Linked DNA regions of Arachis hypogaea: region 2 is linked to region 1. The links are chromatin contacts, called in public Hi-C maps. All regions are on one chromosome and are shown on one strand. Each heading gives the region's core, a stretch centred on a gene start, on an enhancer-like site or on the middle of the called end of the contact. The rest is flanking DNA. Distances are from core to core; before and after follow the strand shown. Region 1 has its middle 4.5 kb from the start of LOC140181954. Region 2 holds the start of LOC112777669.

Region 1 (6,585 bases), core at 382-2,881:
AATCTCTACTCAGAGTTCTGCACTTCCCTACTGTTTTTGGGTCTGCTTTCACAAAGATCTTCAAGATAAGATCATCACTCAAGAATAGGAGATGGCATCTCTTTGGTGGGATATCACTCATTATGACTATATAGAGATTAAAGGTTTGGGTAATGGAATTTAGTGAGTTAGAGGAATGGGCTTCAATTGGAATACCACCCAATTATTTGTCCTACCCTATTTATATAATTAGCTTAGATAGTATTCATTTGTGGCATTGTTTCATCGTTTATTATGACATTGGCATGGGTCAGGTAAACTAATCATTTTTTATTGCACATCAAAAGAGCTGCGAACAACATTCTATTTGTATTAAAACCTGAGTAGGATATAATTATAGTAGATGATGAAAATTTAATTAATAGGTATTTTTCTTATTCATTGTAAGAGCAATAATTTAAATTTGATGTATTTAGCTATATGCTAACGTTACTTGTGATGGGTTTTGGCGATTGTAAGCTATAAGTTAATATGTGTTATTTATATTGATGTCAGATTTAAAAAAATATGTTAGAATCCCAATAAATCAATTTAATGAAGGATGAACTAATGAGTTTTCTGATGTAATAATCCATGTTCTATAATTCAACAGAATAATAAAAATCTGAATTGTATTTACAAATATATGTGAATAAGTCACTTCACCAATAAAGGGCTTCTGTAATGCAAACCAATAACTTACTAGTTGAAATATCATATAAATTGTGTCTGGGTTGCTTATTTTTGAAAAAATTTATTGTATAACAATACTCAATATAATTTTCTTTCTTTTTTGTGAAGATATAAGGTAACATGATTAGGTTAGATATAACCTATTAAAACGTAAGAGTATGTGCATTGACGCTGTTTTTTATCCATAAAAAATTGGTATTGACCAGTGGTCACTCATGAAAATTTCTTTCCACACAATTGCTTTATGCATAACTGCTCTACCCTTTGCTCCCTTCCCAGTACAAGTTTTCACTAATTAGCAAAGTTCTAAAAACTGGTTCAGACCGGCCAGTCGAACCGGTTGAACTGCGAACTGTTGCAAAAAAATGAATCGGTCAGACGTCAAAACCACCACTTTTAAAAACTGTCATTAAACTGTCGAACCGTGATCCGGCCAATTTTTTGAATTATGAAGCAAACGCTGTCATTTAGTTGGTGCTGAACCCTAACTCCGCTACTCTAATCCAGCCCTAACCAAACTCCAGACTCCAGAACACGCTCTCTGCCTTTCTCACACTCAGTCAAGAGCTCCTCTCATCGAGCCCCTGGTCCTCCCCCACTTCCGTTCAGCCACCGCCTGCTCCCTCACTTCCCCTCCATCGTGTAGCAGCCATCGCAACTTTCCTTTCCCTCCATCGCACAGCCACTGTGCGAACGTGGAAGCCTCTGTCGCACAGCCACGGACCCGCCGGCGCTAGCTTTGTTCCACCGCAGCCACTGTCCCATTCGGAGGTGCTCCTTGTCTCGGTGTCTCCCTTTTGCATGCTCTGTTCAAGGCTTCTAGCTTCGAAGGTGCTCTCTTGCGTCACCATCGCGCTCACATATAGGAAGAATCATCGCAAGCGCTACCGTTTCCTCCTCCTCTCGGTCAAGCTGTCATCCGCTTCTCAGGTGTGTCGTTGTCTACTTCTCATCTATCCTACTCGTTGCAGTCCTTGTCGTCTGCGACCCTCAGTCACGCCGCGTCCTCCATCTTAGGGTTTGTAGCTTTTTTCTTTTAATTTATGTATGTTTTGGTAATTTCTGATGTGTTATATTTATTTCTCTGTTTGGTTCTACTAGGCTACTATTTTTTGTGTGTTGTGATTTTATTATTTTAATTTACTGATTATTGATTATTGAATGTGTTGTGATTATTAATTAGCTTTGGTTCTTCTATGCTGCTATTTTATGTGTCACTGTATTGCTGATAATAATACCTCAGTTAGTAAAAATGAATTATGGCACGATGCTGATCAATATGGATTATCTTAGTTTAATGTTGCTGAATCGAAATTATGTGTTGCTTTACTAAGATTTTGAGGATCACATTCTAATAATTGACCTTGCATATTAGTAACTGAGCTTTTAATAGAATTTAGAGGTGCTGAAATTTAGGTTGGCAGGGTTAGAAACTAGAATTTACCTGTAACTTTGTTTTATATTTCCAGCTCTGTTCAATGGCAAAGTAGACAAATGTAGAGTCAAGTTTTGTGATTTACATCTGCTTGGATTGTGGTTGTTTTGATGATTTATTGAGTAACAAGATAAAGGAGTATTAAAATATTAAGTTTAGCTCTGGGTTATTGTGAAATTCTTTTGCTTTTCCTGATTTGTTTTGAGTCTCCTCAAGTTAATACAATTTTAATATAAGCCTGGAGGTTTGAGTCTCCTCTTGATTAGAAATTTGTGATATGTTAGGTGGCAGGTTAGATTTAGGTGGCGATATGTTTGAGCCTGCAGCTATGGAAAAATGAGATTTCAGAACTTCTAGTTTGTGTTAAATGATGTGGATTGTACAGCTGCTATTTCGAGGAACTTTCATTCTTTTTTTTATGACGAAACCTTCATTCTTTTTTTTGTGACGAAACCTTCATTCTTTTTCTTTGTTGCTTGGACAAATTTAAACCAGTTAGAATTGGTTTGATATTTTTTGATGTAATTGCTTTATTGATTAATGTCATCAAAGCAAACATTTATAGGATGAAGAAAGAATTTTGGTTTCTCTTATAGCAAACTTTGAAAGCAAAAGCTTCTGTTCATTAAAATATTTAAGTCTGTACTTTATCTAAAGATTTTAAGATTGTAGTTGATAACACTTCATGTAGTGTTTTAAATTTAAAAGATATTTTAAAATTTATATTAGACTATAATTATGTTTTAAAGTGTTTATTTATAATTTATTTATTATTTTAATATAAAACAATTTTTTTGGTTGGACTACAGTTGAACCGGTTGAACCATTAAATCAGTGAACCAATGACTGAAGCGGTTTGATGACCAGTTCAGTTTTTAGAACCTTGCTGATTAGTGTATAGTTCATGCTTTCCAATGACACTTAGCTATATAAATCCATCATGTCTGGACTTTATCTAGCGATCATTACATAGATATATGAAATTTTATCCATGAACCTCACTGAATTTTTATCAATATCATCAGTATGCATTTTATTGAGACCCAGCCTAGCATAAATTGTCATTTTAAGGTATTTTTTCTGCATATATTATAGCATTGAACCTTTTTTGTTATTTAATAGATTTTTCTTTGTTGTATATTAATACTATGCTACATAGAAAGGATATGATTTGTAGAATTCACAAATGGTTTAGTGTAAGAGAAATATTTCAAATTCTACTTTTATGGAAAATTGTACTTTCTTAACCTATGATACAGTTGGACTATTTTTAAACACAAGTCAAGATGAGATATTCTCATTTATTGCTATCTTCGTAATACAAAAATTATTTGAAAGTCCCACTATAGCTAAAATATAGCTAAAAGTGCCACTTCTTGTCTTAAAACATAAGAAATATAGTTTAGGTAGGCTTTACTAAAATTTGGAGTTCCATATAATATATAATTATGGTATTATAAACTTTTTAACGTCCCTATACTAAACTGAACATAATAGGAAATCTAGATTAACTTATACATTTATCATGTTTTTTTGCCATTTTATATTAAATTTATACCGTTTATCCATTAATAATATTGTGATGTAGATTTGTTTGATATGAAAATAATCAAATTTTAGTATTTTGATTCTATTGGTCTATTTTTTTTAGTGATATCCACCACCATCAAAACCATTATAAAGCAGTGTATTGTTGTGAATGACAAATCATTTGAAAGTAACAATTATATATTAATTTTTTGATGCATTGTCCCATGCTAGAAATTCTTGTATATAGTTCATGTATCTGTGAAAGAAACAGGATTTTATTTGACTGACACATCACATAATTATTTGATTTTAGTTACACACTAACTCTCACATAAGTAATTCTGTGATGAAATCTGAACCACCAATTACCATTTGTGCTGGTCATTCGTAACATTAATTTAAGTATTGGTCCAGTTAACAGATATCTTGTTACGATACATACACACTAAGGTGACATGAACACACTTGGTTACTTATTAGTTTTTTTCTTGTAATATCTTTTGACTATATAAAGAATCTTTTCTACATTTTTCAATGCTTAAAATGAATATGGTATACCTCGATATCTATTATTCATATTAGGTTTGGCCTTGCTTTATACATTGTTTGGGACATTTGTTGTTACTGGCTTCTTTCTTTCAATTAACTATTTTTTTCTGCAGTTAAACAAACACATTGATTTACACAGAAACTGTAAAAAGACTAAACTGAACATGTGAATCAGATGATCGTTAAATTCATATGTGAAGATTTGGTCAAAACAACTATGTTAACATCTTTAAACACATGATCTCTCTATCCAGTGGCCTATGCATCCATATCATTCACTATTTAGTATAAGGAACACTCTTATGACGATGCCATATGTTTAGGCATTCGATGCTATGCACATTGCCGATCTGAAACAGATCTCTTACTCATATTTCCTAATTCAATGGTTAACACTTCTATCAATATCTTATTATATAGATTGCCGAAAACACTGATACTATATCACTTGATAGACTGACTAAACAAAAAGTTGGTTGCATAAATATGCACAATTAACGCAAGACATTAGTATTTAATTTTATTAATATGCAACAATCGACTTTATAGTTAACGTGATCAAGGAGATCCCATCTTAGCTAAACGGCTGGTGTATATACTAATGAATCAACCAAAAAGTAATTAAGTTAGATGAATAGGATTCGATTTTGCTTTCAATCCATATCAGAAGGTCTATGATATTCGTTTAGGTTGTTTTGATTTTCTCAGATTTCCTCATTCAATGGTTAACATTGCTATCATGTCTTGTTATATAGATTATCGAAACCACTGATACTGTGTCACCTAATAGCCTAACTAAACCAAAAGTTGGTTGTATAAATATGCATAATTAATGCAAGACATCAGTGTCTAATTTTATTAGTATACAACAATTGACTTTATGGTTAACGTGATCAAGGAAATCCAATCTTAGTTAAACAGCTGGTGTATATACTAATGAATCTAGCAAAAAGTAATTAAGTTACATATCCAGGACACTACACGTACAAATAACTTCAAACTTATATAAAATTAATTTTTTATATACATAAAGTTCGTCCTGTGCACAATCCAAATGAGATAGAAGTCCTAATTACATGTTCCTATATATGACAACTAATGATTTACATATCCACTGACATATGCATCTGTGTCATTCACTAATCTGTATAAGGTATCTATTGATCATGATTTTAGATGTTGAGATACTCATTGGTCTAAGCACACAGTCAATCTGATACAAATCTCTTGCTCAGCTGTTCAAAATCAGGGGATTGTAGAAAATGCCTTTTTGAAGTCTTCTCACAAATTGCCAAGTCAGAAAGTTGGTTGTCTTTTACTTTTTAGTATACAATAGCAGAGTTTATGATCAACTTATTCTAGACAAAGCAACCTTAGATAATTGGCATATTTATATAGCAATGAATATTTCAGAAACTAACAAAATTATTTGTTCAAAAAAAAGAATAAAAAATATTCTACACTTCAAATTATTAGAAGGTACATCTTGATTATGCTTTTACATAATATGATTATTATTTATTAATAGCCCTAAATTCTGCTTCAGTAATAAATTGACATCTATGCAAAACATTTATATCTGTCTTACATGAATTGACCAATTGAATTTAACTTAGTGTTATTCACCACAGTTTGATTTTCTATAAAACTGATTAGACTCTAATCTTTTAAACTTTTCTGATAACATGATTCAGTATTTTGACTTATTCAATTAGTTTAAATTCATTTGGTATTTAATTAATATTCAGATTCTATTTTATATCAGACATGACAAATGACCAAAATCTTTGCTTCAAAGTCAGTTAGATGGAAGTCATGTATTAGCCAAAGTCAAACAAATTATTACCACCAAAATGAATATTGTTATTTCACTATTGTAAACTGTGGTTAATATCAATTAGAGTCTCCTTCATTTAGATATCCAAGAAAATATCTATATTATAAATTGTGGTTAGTATCAAATCATTGTTATAATAAATTGCTCTATATAGATGAAATCCAGCTTGTGCATATTCAATATGAGATAGAAGCCTTGTTAGTTTATATTTTCAAAGGCTAATTATAGTATGAAGTCTGGATCATATAAATATATAGACATTGTTAAAAATTTGGACTTGCTATTAGTACTGACAAAGTCTTAATTGATGGGGTTAATCCATATCAATACAAATTGAAATACCAATAGAAAATAGAAATAAATTATCCATTAAGACATACATTAGTACTCAAAATGCTAGCAGGTATAAATCAATACTAATTTATATATTACATAACCAAAAGGCAAATCATCATGTCTAATATCCAAACTATATCCAGATATTAATTAGTGTCAATAATCACATTCAATGATCTGCATCTTT
Region 2 (5,951 bases), core at 1,235-3,734, 160 kb before region 1:
TTTATTTCTAAAAAAAGATATTAAAATTAATTTCATTATTTTTATATTTTTATATAAAATCATAAAAATAAAAATATCAAAACTAAAATTTTAAAAATGAACACAAAACAAATAGACTCTTAACATTTGATTAACACATTTTCAAACATTAGGAAATCAAGTGCGCATAATTCAAATGTTAGGAAGTAAAGGGCATTTTACCTTTAATTTCTCACTTATTTGGTTTATAGGCTAATATCTCATTAATCATGCATCAAAAGAAGACTATTAACATGATTAGGCGCAATAATTTTCTTCATTTTTGAATTAATTGTCAAAATCGTCCCTGAAAGATACACCGATCTCCATTTTCGTCCCCGAAAGATAACCAACCTAGTCGCACTAGTCCTTCCGATTAGAATTCATAGATTCCATGATGCTATTGGTTCTGATTAGAATGCTAGATCCATCTGCTGAAGATGAAGACGTGATACATTGGTTGAATTATGGAATGGATGAATCTTTGCCACATGACTATGGTTCTGATTTCATACATGAACTTTCTGGAGTCACCATGCATGAAATCCCTCCTTTAAGTAACCTCTCTTTGTTGGACAAAAGAAGCAATTCCAATCAATTACTTAGGGACTCTCACAAGAACTATGCGCGTCATGCTTTTGGTTCAGAATAAGGGTCCTTAACAAGGACTTTTCGGTTATGGCTAGAGGAGAGATTAAGATCCCTGGACCCAAACCTAGCACAAGTCAATTTTACTAACCATCATCATATCAATGTCAAGGATCATTTGCATCTGTTAGGTCCAAAGTGTCAGAAATAACTGAGAATAATGGTAGTAACCTTGCTCATCAAGTACCTTGTGGGAAAACTGGCTCAGATTTTTCTATCTGCTTCAAGTGGTTTTTCTGGGTTAAAGTTGGATAAGCAAGATCAGGTTATGTGCAGCAATAGTTCCATTATAATGAACTTCTCCCATTTTGCTAGACCTACTGCTATTGTGAAAGCTAATCTTCAAAACATTGGGTTGTCTTCGTCAACATTGGGTCGTCTTCTCCCATTTTTTCTCCTCGATGTTACTACTTCATCTCGTTGCATCATTTCCGATTCGATATTCCTTCATGTCTCCGTTGCTCCAGCTATTCCCCTAATGCAGTTTATCTTCGAATTCATGAATTCCATGATGCTACTCCTATTTGTTTTCAGCTGAAAAATGCTCGAGACTAGAGCTTCCAAAACCGATACTGCTATAGCGTCTCTTCACCCCTTGCACAGATGAAAAGCAAGTTCCTTTTAGGAGTTTTGGGTGAAAGTCACCTTATTAGAAGATTAATTTTCCTTCTGTTTTGTCCTAGAGCTTCCCTCTCAATGATTTTCTGGTAACATTGTCTTTAACTTTCATAACAAACACCAGATGATGAGAGATTCACTAAAGCCCATGTTGCGATAGAGTTTTGAGGAAGCTTTTTAAGTTGCTTCAATGGCCTGAAAAGAGGATTCAATATAGCTATAGTTTGAATTAATTATTCCAAGAGCAGCGATGGAAGTGAGAGGAAGAGGGGAGATGGAAGTGAGAGGAAGAGGGACGAGAGTACCAAGGCAACCAATCAATGAATTTGGGATTATGGTTTATGGATTTAGGGACTAATTTGAATTGGTCTAATAAATTTATCTTATCAGCAACAAGAGGGTACACTAAGCAAGTGCCACGCTGACAGTTAACAGGCCATGTCAGTGAGCGTTAGCCACTTCAGCGCAAGAGATGGCGGAAGGACTAACGCGACCGGGTTGGTTATTTTTCGGGGACGAATTTGATTAATTTTATTTTTCGATGACGAAAATGAAAATCGAGGTATCTTTTAAGGACGATTTTGACTACTAACTTCTATTTTTTTTAGATGGATGTAAATATGCCCTTTCTATTAACATATTCGGTTTTTCAGTGACTACTATATTAATGGATATGCTCAAGGGAAAAATTTAAGAATCTGGCTCAAATTAGAGGTTTTTTTTAATTAACTTATTTTTCTTTTAATGGTTGAAAGTAAGGGCTTGTTTAGGTGAGTTTCTAAGAAAAGATCTCTTTTTGAGTTATCTTTTTTTTAAAAGATCTTATGAAAAAGTAAAAGTAATTTCATGTTTGAGTATCTCATGCAAAAAAATCTTTTTATCTATCAATTATGTTTGGGTATAACGATATAAAAGTACTTTTTTGTTTATTTATTACATGAAAAACATCTTTTTAAAGGAAAAAAAACTTTTAGAAAAAGATGTAAATTATACCTTCTCAAAAAGATATTTTTCATTTTTCTAGTGATTTTATTTTTACTATTAGAAATTTGCCAAACATACAAAAAAATAAAAAAGATATTTTTTTATTGAAAAAAAATTTTTTTTTTATCAAAATAATGACGCACAAACAGCACTAATTTGTCCCTAATTTGTCTCTGTTTTCGATTTTGGGCCCAAGATCTTTTCTCCCCCAGCCCGTTTCTCCCTTTCTTTCATTCATTCCCCCGTCCAAAAAAAAAAAGAAACACATTGCAAGCCCGTCCAAAAAAAAAAAAAAGAAACACATTGCAAGCAGTTGCAAATCGCCAAAAAAACCCTAGCCATCATCATCACCGCCGCAAGCAGTTGCAAATCGCCGCCGTCCGTCGCATTCAAAGTCGCCGTCCGTCCGTCCATCATCATCCCTTTTTCTTCGCGAATTGAAGTTCTTCCCCCTTGCTTCTCGTTCGATCTGGCAGAAGGCTCACTTTCCACCCCCAATCCGTTCTGCTAACTGCAGAGCACTAGTTGAGGAACTCTGCCGTCGCTGCGCCGAAGAGGAGGACCTTGAACTTCCGCTGTCTTGTCGCTATCGTCTGTCGCCGTCCGTCAACCAGTTCAACCAGTATATCTCAGTTTTGGAAACCTTCTGATCTTGGTGGTTCAAATACGATTCCCCATAGTTCTCGATATCTGAATGATTTTGAGGAGCTACGGCCTCTTGGTAAAGGAGTTTCATGAGTTTCTTTTTGCTTTTTATATTTATATATATGATATATGATTCTGTAATTCTATTATGTCTTTCTTTGAGGTGTATACCATGACGATATTGAAGTACTATAATTTCATTTTTAGTTGATGATTTTGATTTCTTCTCCTTTGTGTTATTGATATTTTGGTACTTGGAAAATATTGGAAGCATTCCTAATTTTATCTTTTTTGCTATATAGAATTTGTTTTGGATGTGATCTTTCAACTCTCTTACATTTTGATGTCATCAATTTTTTTAACAGAATAGGTATTAGGCAGGTCGTTTTTGTCACTAATTCTCATTTGCTGTTTGTTTGCTAATCATTCATCCCTTGTTGTGCTAAATTCCTCGTAGCAAACCCATGGAATTGGATCTCACCATGAACTTCCATTTAGCTAGTGATATAGAAGAGAAACCGCAGGTCAATCTTTGCTCTGCCTATTGATAAGCCCGCCTCTGGAGATTTACTAGTAATATGGATTTGTGCTCCTTTATGTAAGGAATGGCAAGCACCTGATTATTTTGTTTGTTTTAGAAATTATGCTTTCAAATATGTTAGATGGAACCTTCATCCAACTTTGCGTGACCTTCTTGCTCTGAAGACACTAGGAAATTGTTGAAAGCCAGATTCTATATTTCTTCATTACCTGCTGAATTCCTGTTTGTTGTTCTTTCCTTTTCTTTGGGTGATTTGAAATTTGGGTTGCAACTTTCTTAGTAGTGTGTAAGTAGCACTTTTTTTTTTCTTAGTAATGATTTGTAAATGTATAGAAAAACTAATTGAAGGTGGTGCAGTCATTAAATTGGATGAGCAGTGTAAAGAGCTCTTAATTCTTGTTATAGCTATTGTCTTAGGTATTTCTTTTTACTATTTAACTTTTGAATTCGTATTTTGATAAGATCATATGGTTTTGGTTGATGACATTTCATGTAATGTTTTAAATTTTGAAGATATTTTAAGATTTATATTAGACTATAATTATATTTTAGGATTTTTATTTATAATTTATTTTTTATTTTATTTTAAAATGGTTTTTCCAGTTGAACCATGGTTGGACCGGTTGGACCAGTGAACCAGTGACTAGAGCGGTTCGATGACTGGTCCAGTTCTCAGAACCTTGGTTTTTAGATATTAACCAATTAATTTTGCTTCTTTGGTTACTTTGGATGCAGATTCATAGGAGTAAACAACAACAACAACAACATTAACATCATCATCATCACAGAACAATGACGGATTACCACTTTGTGTACAAAGATGTGGAAGGAGCATCAACCCAATGGGATGACATTCAGAGGAAGCTTGGCAATCTCCCTAAGAAACTGCCCGCTTTCAAGCCTCCGCCGTTTGCCCCTGCCCCCGATCCTGATTCCCTCTCCAAAGACAAGGCTTGGCTTGATTCCAAAAATGAGGATGAACTTGAAGACCTTGAAAATGATCTCGATGACGATCGCTTCCTTGAGGAGTACAAGTTGGGTGTTTTGCATTATTCCATTTATTTTTATATACATTGATTTATATTTCATTAGAGAAAGAAACTCATTATTGAAAAAGATGATATAGTCATTTGCCTTAGCTGGTATAGACACGGAGGAGGCATGTAAAGGTTTAAGCTAGAAGAATGGGTCAGATGAAGGATAATCCTTATAAGAATTTATTTAAATAGATTTAATTATACATGGAATAAATGTAGATATGATGTATGACATAGTACTGTTGGCGTCATTTGATCAATGTAGTTTTGTTGTTGTTGGTAAGATTGTGTTTTGTTGACTGAATTTTGGTCAGTAATTGTGGTTTATTTTGCTTCAGTTTGATGAATTTAAGGTTCATAACAAATAATCTCGAACAAGGATATCAAACTCTAGAGTTCATTTGAAGTCATGAATCTTAGATAAAATTGAATTGTGAAATATAACTCCCAAACTCAATTTAGAGACTTCATAAACTCGAGAGTTCAATATCCTTGATGGGGATATGGAATAATCTATTTATACTAATGTCTGGTTAGTTTGTTAAGATTTGGATTGGGGGTACATGGGAATGAATGATGGATTAGGTCTTGTTTTTATTCTATATCTTATGATATAAATCATTGTGCTTTAATAGGAAGAAGAGATTGGCTGAGATGAAGGAAGCAGCTAAAGTTTCGAGGTTTGGATCTGTGGTTCCCATTTCAGGATCTGATTTCGTTCGAGAGGTTTCACAGGCTCCCTCTGATGTTTGGGTGGTTGTCATCCTTTACAAAGATGGGTATGCTACATGACATTTCTAAGCTTAAATTACAGGAAATGTTTCTGCACACCACGTTCCTCATATAATATCTATAAATTACTTGGGTGATCCAAATTTGTTTAATTTTATTGTTATGCTTCTTGTGCTGATTGCTGAAATCTGTTGTACTTTATGTTTGACAGCATTGCTGAATGTGGGGTTTTAATGCAATGCATTGAAGAATTGGCTACAAGATATCCTGCAACAAAATTTGTCAAGATAATATCAACAGACTGCATTCCCAACTATCCGGATCGAAATTTGCCCACCATATTGGTATACAACAATGGAGCAGTCAAAGGAAATTATGTTGACATGCATAGTTTTGGACGAAGATGCACTCCTGAAGGTATTTACGAGATTGCTATTCTTATTATTTTTCTTATCTTACCTTTGATCACTGCTGATGTTCAATATATTAATATCCTTTAATCTACTAACAAATTATGTTACCTTCAACTAACTAATACCGTTATTTGTATACTGTAATTAGTTGGATTTTTTCTTAATCTCTACCATTTCAATATCATTCCTTTATCCAACAGTATTGTACTCCATCCATGGAAGTTTTTGTTCTTTTTTATTCTATTAGCATTCATGCCTTGTGAAATCCCTAGCATAAATGGAAAACCATGTGAACCATGTCTATGCTACCTTGCT

The links. Hi-C and Micro-C count contacts between places; a contact is called where the count stands out from the background.
Region 2: a Hi-C map of leaf shows a contact between it and region 1, with 5 times the contacts expected there. The contact joins the promoter of LOC112777669 here to the enhancer-like site in region 1. A contact is called at or near these places in 4 of 8 Hi-C or Micro-C datasets (leaf and an unstated tissue).

What each region holds. Positions count from the first base shown.
Region 1 is chr19:38,045,982-38,052,566 of arahy.Tifrunner.gnm2.J5K5, reverse strand. No RefSeq gene overlaps it. Among protein-coding and RNA genes, the nearest start is that of LOC140181954, 4.5 kb to the left of the region's middle. Within about 2 kb of position 1,631, at least 1 of the 3 cell types and tissues checked has open chromatin away from gene starts, as enhancers often do.
Region 2 is chr19:38,204,361-38,210,311 of arahy.Tifrunner.gnm2.J5K5, reverse strand. LOC112777669 reads left to right here and starts at 2,484. Exons shown (of 5, transcript XM_025822066.3): 1 at 2,484-2,989; 2 at 4,190-4,488; 3 at 5,127-5,270; 4 at 5,435-5,640. The coding sequence starts at 4,247.